2 separate regions of the Zea mays genome follow, and region 2 is linked to region 1. Evidence: chromatin contacts called from public Hi-C data. All regions are on one chromosome and are shown on one strand. The core of a region is the stretch at or near the end of the contact, and the rest is flanking DNA. Distances in the headings are between cores, read along the strand shown. Region 1 has its middle 98 kb from the start of LOC100384377. Region 2 has its middle 220 kb from the start of LOC109944554.

What was found. Hi-C and Micro-C count contacts between places; a contact is called where the count stands out from the background.
Region 2: a Hi-C map of ear shows a contact between it and region 1, with 1.7 times the contacts expected there. The contact joins two enhancer-like sites. A contact is called at or near these places in 2 of 25 Hi-C or Micro-C datasets (ear and tassel).

Annotation. Positions count from the first base shown.
Region 1 is chr2:140,734,456-140,739,261 of Zm-B73-REFERENCE-NAM-5.0, reverse strand. No RefSeq gene overlaps it. Among protein-coding and RNA genes, the nearest start is that of LOC100384377, 98 kb to the right of the region's middle. Within about 2 kb of position 2,246, at least 15 of the 20 cell types and tissues checked have an H3K27ac peak or open chromatin away from gene starts, as enhancers often do. A contact at or near this core is called in ear and tassel, where this site is marked.
Region 2 is chr2:141,070,318-141,075,123 of Zm-B73-REFERENCE-NAM-5.0, reverse strand. No RefSeq gene overlaps it. Among protein-coding and RNA genes, the nearest start is that of LOC109944554, 220 kb to the right of the region's middle. Within about 2 kb of position 2,458, at least 18 of the 20 cell types and tissues checked have an H3K27ac peak or open chromatin away from gene starts, as enhancers often do. A contact at or near this core is called in ear and tassel, where this site is marked.

The sequences.
Region 1 (4,806 bases), core at 997-3,496:
TTTCTTAGAAAACATTTTCCTAAGTTCTTAGCTTCCTATAACCTTTAAGGTTTATGCACTTTATTGTAAAGTTAGAACAAACCCACACGCCCACCCCCTCTCTGTAAGAGAAAATAGGAAATAAAGTTGTGACACGTTTCCTTTTCCATGACTTACCTTGGAGCCTTAAATCTCGGGACGAGATTCTTTTATGGGGGAAGGATGTAACACCCCTGGTGTTACGCGAACTAAAACTTTGGCATGACAACATATGCATTGGCATTACATTATGTATGATACACCTAAAATGCATCCACTAGGCTAAAATTTTAAAACAAACATGTGTGATGATGTGACTTGGTCAAAGAGGCCCTTGACCCTAGGTGGGAGTGTCTCTCCCCAAGGATTAGACGCATGTGTACATGTGAGATGAGCACTAAAGGATGATCTAAACAAGTTAGTAGAAATGTTCAAGAAAGGTCAAACTTAGAGAGCTCAAGTGCCACTTGTACCCTAGAACACTCAAAACCCTAATTTGGAACCCTGAAACCCTAAATAGTACCCTATGGGGTGATTTCAATTTCTATGCACTTTTAGTCACAACTGTATACATCAAGATGATAGAGTAACAAAGGTTAAGCAACTTTCATGTTTAAGGATTTCCATGTTTTGTGGTGAAAATTGGGTAAATTGCAAAAAGGTCCAAGAGCACCCTTGTTCATAAACCCTAAAAACAGTGTCAACAGTCCCACTTTAAGCCTCTATATCTTTTGATATATGAGGAGTTTGTTATGGGTCACCACAACCAAGTTGTAGAGCTACTATAGTAGTACAAACTTGATTAAGTAATCTAGCCCCAAAACCATATGGAATCTAGTGTAAAATGTCCCCAAAGTGTGGATGTGAGACTGGGGATGGTTCTGAAACTAAGTTTTTAGTGATAATTCTCCAAATTTGAAGCTAGATTGTGGTCGATCCAGTGAGCAAATGACCAGGGTCCTTATGACAAAGTTGAAGCTGGTATATAGGGCAACAGCTTTGATGCAGTCGGATTGGTAGTTCACTGCATGAAAATCGAAGAGAAATGTGCCTAAAATCGGTCTGTTAGGCAAAGCAATGAAGCCATTCAGAGTGAACAGTCACTGACGAAGATCTTTCTCGCCGCCGATGTGCCATGCGCCGTGATCCGCGCTCAGGGTCGTGATTCACGTAGGCCTTGGGACGACGTCTACACGGTGAGCAAAAAGATCAGTGGGAGTGTGAAAAGATCTGGAGGTTGAATCGGGGCTCTGCCCTGCCGTGCCCACTTGCCGGCGACGTGGCTGAGCGACGGTCAGTTTGGTGGCTGCCGGCTTCCTCGGTCGCGCCACGCTAGGGGTCAATTCACCACGTCGTCGTAACCATGTAGATGGCAAGTTACCCCTCCATGAGCGGTTGCACTACTACACGCCAGGAAGCCTAGACTAGCAAAAGGTCTCGCCGCCGAAGAGTTCAATCTCGTATCAAATTCATGGCACCGGTGATTGATCCCTATAAATTGATGTATCTCCTTAATCTGCCCTCTCGTTACGCACCAAGCGCACCACCCCTCACACTCGATCATCAACCATAGCTCGTCAATTCCGGATTTCCCCAGAATCGGCTGAAATGTCGCCGTGAGACACCTCGCCGGGGTCAGCCATTCTCAGGTAATATCGTATCCCTCTGAGCCATGTTTTAGTGTCCTCTAGTGCAAGTGAAGCTCACCAGCTCGACGGATTGAACACTACTGCAGCAAGGCATCAAGAACATCGCATCGCCGCCGTAGAACACCCTCGAGGCCCCCTCACGTCGACCGGACCTCCCGTGCTCCCTCCGTTCAAATTCGCGCGTGTACCATACCTCTAGTGAGTCATTGATACTTGCCCTAGCTTCAATTTAAACGCTACCGCGTTTTGTTTCTCGGAACGGGCTTGTCGGGGCTCTAGCGCCGCCGTGGTCATGAGGAAACATGAATTATGGTCGGACCAGTCAAATTTGGTGAGGGCATATGCTCGGGTAGACTTGAGCATGAAGTCCGAGTTGTTGCTACCTCAGGTAGGGGTCGCCTGTGATGGGAACCCACGACTCCGGCTAAGTGTTCGACCGAAGCGCCGTCGGGGACCTAGAGCCGTGAAGAAGTAGAAATAGGATGACTTTTGTGTAATTGTCAGTGAGACATACGAATAGTGTTAAAGGATTCTTTACTGGTTATTCAAATGCCTTGGGGCCTCGGTGCAAATCCCCCAGCGTGGACACGGACGCGTGGAGTTCTACATGCATTTGGGCCAGTTGGGCTGAATACGCTCGATCCTATTCATGTTTTATTCTTTTCCTTTTACTGCTGTCTTGGGAAATCTGTAGAAAATAGTAGAAAAATGGTAAAATTATGAGACCAATTTTGCTAGATTTCTAATATAAAGTAGTATTTAATAAAAATAATTCCGTGATTTTTAGTTCAACCCTGGAATTAAGTAACATTTAAAGGTGCTTAAATAAAGTCTTTTAGAATTTTAGAAATAGATTATTAATTCTAAAAAATCATAAAACTTTTTGGGTAAGCTTAATATGATGGTCAGAGACCCTAAGTGAAGTTTGAAATTGTTTGAACACTATTTGACCAGAAGACCCAATAACTAGCTTTATAGGATTAATTATCTACTAATCTCAAAGAAACACCTAATTAGGAAATCTTAATGATTGATTCGTACTATGAAGGAAAGTTGTATTCAAGACGCAACTTACTATATTTCTATTGTATAATTGCATATTCATGACATAGCATAAGCATTCATATACATGTATTATCATGTATAGAACACGAGGAAGAATCCATAGTAGAGGAAGAAGTTATCTCCCAGACCGAGAATCCTCCAGTGGAGAACAACTTTTACTTCGACATCTGCGGTGCATTATCCTAAACAGAAACTCCTGCATCACAAGGCAAGCCCCGGTTCATTATCTCTTTCCTTGTTGTTTTAAAAACTTTATTACCTTGTCTGATGCATTAGGTGATAGAAGTTGTGTGCTAAACAATTGATGCTTTCCCTTCCTTGGAAAATTTGGTTACCATTCCTTGTTACCTGATTTATTTAAAGTTTTTTGATGCTTAGCCTTGCTTTAGAAAACAAATTGTTTTGTTTTGAAAAAGGTGATGCTTCATATGGGATGGGAATTTTACATGAAGAATTTTAGGTGTATGAAAAAAATTCTAATTCAAAGTTCCACTTAGAAAAAAAAATGTATATACTACTATTTGTAAGATCTAAGTATTACTTTAGTTATTAGTTGGTATGATATTATTTTAAGAGAAATAATAAGGTCTAGTTGACCCCATGTGTTGCTAATAAATTATGCATCATGATGAGAGTTTTGTTTGTGCATATGTTTTGAGATAACATGGTTATGCACCCTCTTACAAATCTCAAGGACGAAATTTTTGTTAAGGGGGTAGGATTTGTAATGCCCAAAATGTGTATAAGAAAAAATAAAATATATATATATATAAATAAAAATAGTAAATTCAGATATCTCAAACTATATTTAAGTGTGAAATTTGAGGACTGAATTTTGAAAACTAAGAATTATTTTAGAAAAGGCAGATAAGTTTTCTATTCAACTAAATAATTATGCACAACATCAAATGATGCACTATAGGCATTTTATACTTATGGATATGTCGTGAAACTTTTTTTTAAAAAAGAGACATAATTTAAATTTGGGACCTCAAAGCGTAAATGAAAATAAAATAGAAAATAGGAAAAGGGATTTACGGGAACTATTTATTTCTTCCATAAAGAAATAACAAGAAAAATAGTAAATAATAATATCATAAAAATTAGATGTTATAATCGCAATAGTGTTAACCTTGACATTTGGGAATTTGAGGATTCAAAATGGGAGTTTGAATTTTGAATTGAATTGGAAGTGGGAACCTTGAAATAGAAATAGAGATGGAAATAGCAAAGAAAAAGAAGAAAACCCGCTGATGGGCCGCACCCTCTCATTTCGACCCACTTATCCCATCCCCTCGCGCAGCCAGCCCACCCTAGTCACCCTTTCTTTTCTTTTCCCTGGTGTAGATGACAGGTGGGACCCTTGTGTCGGATCACTCTCCGCTTGACTCTTCTCACCTTGGGCAGCTGGCGGGTGGTCCCCGCTTGTCGGATCGCTCCTTCTTCCCCACCCCAATCAGGATTCCGCTCCAGGCGGCGGGCTGTGCGCAACCGACTGCACCAGTCCTCCGTGATCTGCGCAGACCTTAGGATCGGATCGGCCATGATCGTCCTCGCCCCAGGCTATAAATCGGGCCCCGCGATCTCTTCTCCTCACCCCATCCTAGTCGGTAACGCCCCACCGAAAATAGAGTGAGAGGACCAGAGAACCGGCCGCCACCATTGGCACCCGCCTGTGTGGCTGTTCAGAGCAAGCGAGGAGGTCAAGAGAAATCATGCACGTGCATAGCTCGTGTGCAGAGAAACAAGTGGGCGCGGGAGCAAGTTGTGGAGCCAGAATTTCACATTGGTCGTCGTACTTCACCACTGTAACGCCCTGAATTTGGGGGTAGAATTTTTTCTTCTTTTCTCTCACCAAATTCGGGCGTTACTCTCTTTTCTCTTCCTGTTTCGCTCATTCTTCCCAATTTCAAACCAGTATAGCGGCAGGTGTCCGTGTCATGTATAAACCAAAACCTAAGTGTCATGAGTGTTGCATCATGTCGAAGCGCATTTCTTTGTTTGATGTCGCATGTTCGTCTCGTTCCGTCTCGGATTTCGATTCGCGATTGGAGCCCGTTTGAGGGTCGTGCGT
Region 2 (4,806 bases), core at 1,209-3,708, 340 kb before region 1:
GGCCTCGCTTCGCTTGACGCGAGTGGTCGTGGATTTCTTTTCTTGGGAACATGGGTGGCGGTCTAGTCTAAGAATTGATAGCCACTAGTTTGTACCCAGTTTTATGTTTGGGTTTGTAGTATTGGCTGTGTGTTCCTACAAAACAGAGGCTGGAAGATGTGTTTTCAAGAACTTGCAACTCGTTGTATGAACTTGAAATTAACATATCTCCCATTTCCAAAAAAATATTTGCATAACATGGCAGAGATGAAGAACAATGCTATGAATTTGAATGATGATAGGACACGTGGGAGTTGGGACGCAGGGAACCGTTGCCTGACATCGACTTCTGATGTGGTTACCAGAGAGATGGCACCTTTTGAATTAAGATGAATATGATGATATGTTGGACGAGCAATATGTTGAAGATGTTATCCCTTTGCTGGGATGCGTGGGGTGAGATGGAGTTCGATGACGATGCTGAAAATAGTAGGGCGCAACAACCCCTCGTGATTCCTTAAAAACTGCTATAAGATTGGTTCATGGACTGTCCAATTATAATTACCATTAACTTTGTGGATTATTGTGTTGTAACAGATTTTGGGCATTTTACATTCAAATACTAAAAAAGTAATACTTCTTGTCCAATATATATGTATCCACCTTTTAAATTCTATACTGCCTTTCCTTGCCAAAACCTTCTACTTGCATATGAATTTTAATGTCACGTGAGTAGTGACTCGAATTTTCCTCTTTAAATGCTTGCCACATATGCTACATCTCTTCATTGGACGTATTATATATTATACTAGTATTATTCAGCATGGAGCCTTGTGAATTATTTAATCTACACACACCTACCTATTCCCATTTTACTATAATAATATTGGTGCAGCATCGTTTGAGCAACCATCACATTGTTTGAGCATGGGAAGCATCAGGAACTGCATCTAGACTACCTTTTTGCACTACCCATGTCTATTCAGCAACAAGTCATGCTTATGCTACTATTAGTCTCGTGCTTGCATAACATGCAGCTGCCAGTGATTTCTGTGCGTTTTTTTAAATTAATAAGTTGTTCGACACTATGTGGGAATGCACTAACATGGAAATCCTTAATATCAGTTGTTGTTCATTGCTCCGTGATCACTAAGATGTGAACCCATGAGACCAGCAGCAGGAAGAGGTGTAAACCATCAGCATTGAAGGTGCTTCAGACATGGACACGTTACAACTTGTAGCAGAACCGCTAGTCGAGAACAAGTAAATTTGGTAGGTCATTTTAAGCATATGAACGTTGAGACCATATATTTATGGCATTTGATGTTTGTTTTGATTTATGATACATATAACTAATGCACGATTCATGCATTTACAAGCATGTATGAACAACATTGGTGAGCGAGAGCACAAGTATTTTAATTCTTTTGCCCATCGATACTCCTCCAATACATGTATTGACCCTCCCTCTAGCATGGTAACTATGTTTTATTTAAGGCTATGGGGGATTAGTAAAGATTTCAAAATGTTTGCGCTATTAGGGGCGGTATCAGTTTGTTGCGCCATTTGGTGACACAAAAAATGATGTTATGTTTGAACAAAAATATGTGATCAATTCTTTGTAGGTTTTTTAGAGCATCTCCAAGAGACTCTTTATTTTTTTCTATCTATTTGACTCTCTATTTGCCTTTTCATAAGATTACACTTTATATGTAGCATCTCATTCCAACAGACTGTCTATCTAGTTTGGCTAGTCAGGTGGCTAGCCGAGTTTGGATAGTGAGGGAGTTAATTTAGAGAGTTGGATAGCTTGGCGAGTCAGATAGCTAGTATGTTGGAGAGTTATTTTGTCGTTGAATAGCCAAAATTTGGCTTGACTAGCCATTTAGCTAGTTTGTTCGAGATGCTCTTATTTGGGTATCCACTAGTGTAATATCCAGATTATAAAAGAGTTGATCTCGTTACGTGTTTGTGATCCACTCCTTCATGAAAATAATCCCATTTAAAGAATTAAATAAGGCACATCCATAAAATATGCATCATATTGAAGTTTTGCTTGTTCGTGCGCTTAATAATAAAATAATAATAATAGGAATATATAATGAGTTGAGGAATTTGGATTAAAACCTAAATTTGGAATATGAAGTGAACAAAAAAATGGAAAAGAAGAAAAGAAATACTATAAAATACAAAACAAAATTTATAAAAATATAAACTCTATCTGTACTGGTATGATTAAAGTCTACCTTTAATTTGAATACAAAATTCACATTCATATTTGAAGTTCAAATTGGAAATTGAAAATAAAAGCAAAAAAAGAAAACTAGAAAAATAGGAAAAACAACATCAAACTGCGCTTGGGCCGTTTTCACTCCCAGCCCACTGTACCTCGCCCTCATCCACGCGGCCCATTAACCCCGTGCGCGGGACCTAACGTCTGGGCCCCTTCGACCAGCCACGGGATTCTCAACTTGTGCACGTACCGGTCACTGAAGCGTGGTCCCACCTAGCTGTCGGGCTCCCTCTCTGCTGGGTCGCCTGCACGTGGGGCCGTGCGGTCAGGTCCATCACCTCCGTAAAGCACGCGGCGATCTCAACAGCTCCCAGGAAATTCGTCACGCCGTTGCTCCCTCCGCGTATACGTGGATTATGTGCCCGGCGCGGACCCTGCGCATCTAAATCCTAGACCCATGAGACCCCTAGGTCACTGCTATCCGCATCAGTAGAGAGACAGCGAAGAGAGAGAGAGAGAGAGAGAAAGAGGGTAGCTGCCGCGTCATTTCCTCGGAACGCCGCCGTCCTGGTTCGGGGAAGTCACAATTGGGGTTCGCGGAAGCACGCGGGTCTTCAGTAGTCTAGCCGCCATGAGTGTCGGTCTTCAGAATACAGTTAATTCGTCGCCGGAGTAATTCACGCGGCGGATTTGTGGTCGGCCGTGGCCGGCTGTTTTGGGCACCAAATTAACCGGTACGTCCTAGCCTAGTACCTTCCTCACCATATCCGCAGTAGTTTTCATAAATCGGGGGTCGAAGTAGAGGGCCGGGTCGTGGAATCGCTTGCCGCGGCGGAACGTCGGTGAGTGTTGGGGGCGGCGCGTATGCATACCGGCAGGAGGGAGACGACAGTGCGGTGGCCATCGATCTAAGAATGGACGGCGGTGATTACACACTGCGTACCGATTCGGTTGGACCATATTAGTCCGTAGATCGTAGGATCGAGGGATGAGATTAGATCAGAATGTCACCCTTCAGTTATAAAATCGGCGCCGCTGATCCATAATCCAACTGCTGTGAGACGCGTACCGCTTCGTTTATAATGTGATCTAATCTGCGTCGTGTGACTTTGATAGGACGGTGTGGAGAACCCATAAGCGCTCGGTCTGGAAATTTTGAATAAGAGCCCCCGAGGTATTTAGGTTTCAACCCGCAGTCCACCTGGGTGTGGACTGAGTCTTGGGTACTTTACACGCTAGCCCCTGGGTTTTTTTATTCACGCGCGCATTCTAGTGACTAGGTAAATCAGAGAAATTATTTATAAATTGATTTGTGAATATAGAAATAATTGCAGAAACTTATTTAATTCCTAGAAAATTCATACTAAGTCCAAATTGGTTCATTCCAGTTCCTATAATTTTGTATTAATATGGACTATGACATTGTGACACTGTTTTAACATGAAAATTGTATTAAAATTGATCTCTTAATTAATCTTGTACCAAACATATAAAACCTTTAGAAATTCATAACTTAAAATCCATAACTCCAAATTTAATGATTTTTTTTTCTATGATCTCATTTTAATATGTAGATTATTAATATGTATTTTGTATACATGTTTGGTGTGATGTTAATTTCCTCTTTGTACTATGCTTGTTTGTATTGTGGCGAGTAGAAGAGCTAGTGGCTGAGGATCCGGGTGTTCAGCAGGTAGAAGTTGCTGAGTAGGAGCTCATTGAAGGCAAGTTATGCCCTTGACCACTTTCATTACCCAATAATGTTCTTTATTGTCACTTATTCATGCATAGGTTTAATTTTGATGGGACCCAATAGGTCACCCTAGTCTGCTTATCTTTTTACCTTGTTTACCCCTGAATCATTTGGATAGTTATGCTATTTCTCTATATGGTTTAGGTTTAATATTACATTATGCACATGTTCCAATTATACTGTAATTTTATTTATTGTTCATGTCAAGATCATTATTTTTAATTGGAACATGGAGCTTAACTTGAGAAACACGTGCCACCACAAGGATGGAATGGGACGCCCTTGCTGACTAACTACGAAAGCTAGTGGAGGACTACCTTACCCGAGAGGGGCAAGGGTAGTAGGGGAGTAGGCGTGTAGGGAGGTTTCCTGGTTGATTTTACTGCGATGGCGGTCAAACGGGGGATTCCTGCATTGCTCTTCTTAGAAACTGTAGCGAGTTTTCTAAAGCTAGTGGAACTTTGTAAAGGCCTCGTAGTGTTACCCTGCCTCGCTTCCTTGGTAGAGGTGTATGGGAGTCGCAATCCCTTGGCAGATGGGTGACATGACTTGTGGGTACAGGGTACAACCTCTGCAGAGTGTAAAACTGGTATACTAGCCGTGCTCGTGATCATGAGCAGCTCAGGACTCTCGCATGATTAAACTATGAAACTAAATTCAATTTGTCATTTGCATTGCATGAGATTTATTATTAATTTTGTTCTATTATTTCTATTATGGTTTGGTATTTACTTACATCTAGTAATTGCTAATAAAATTTGACCAACTTATTAAAAGCAATGCTCAGCTTTAACCCCTATTGTTGATCAGCCTTACACATCACATGAGCTCCCACCTTTGG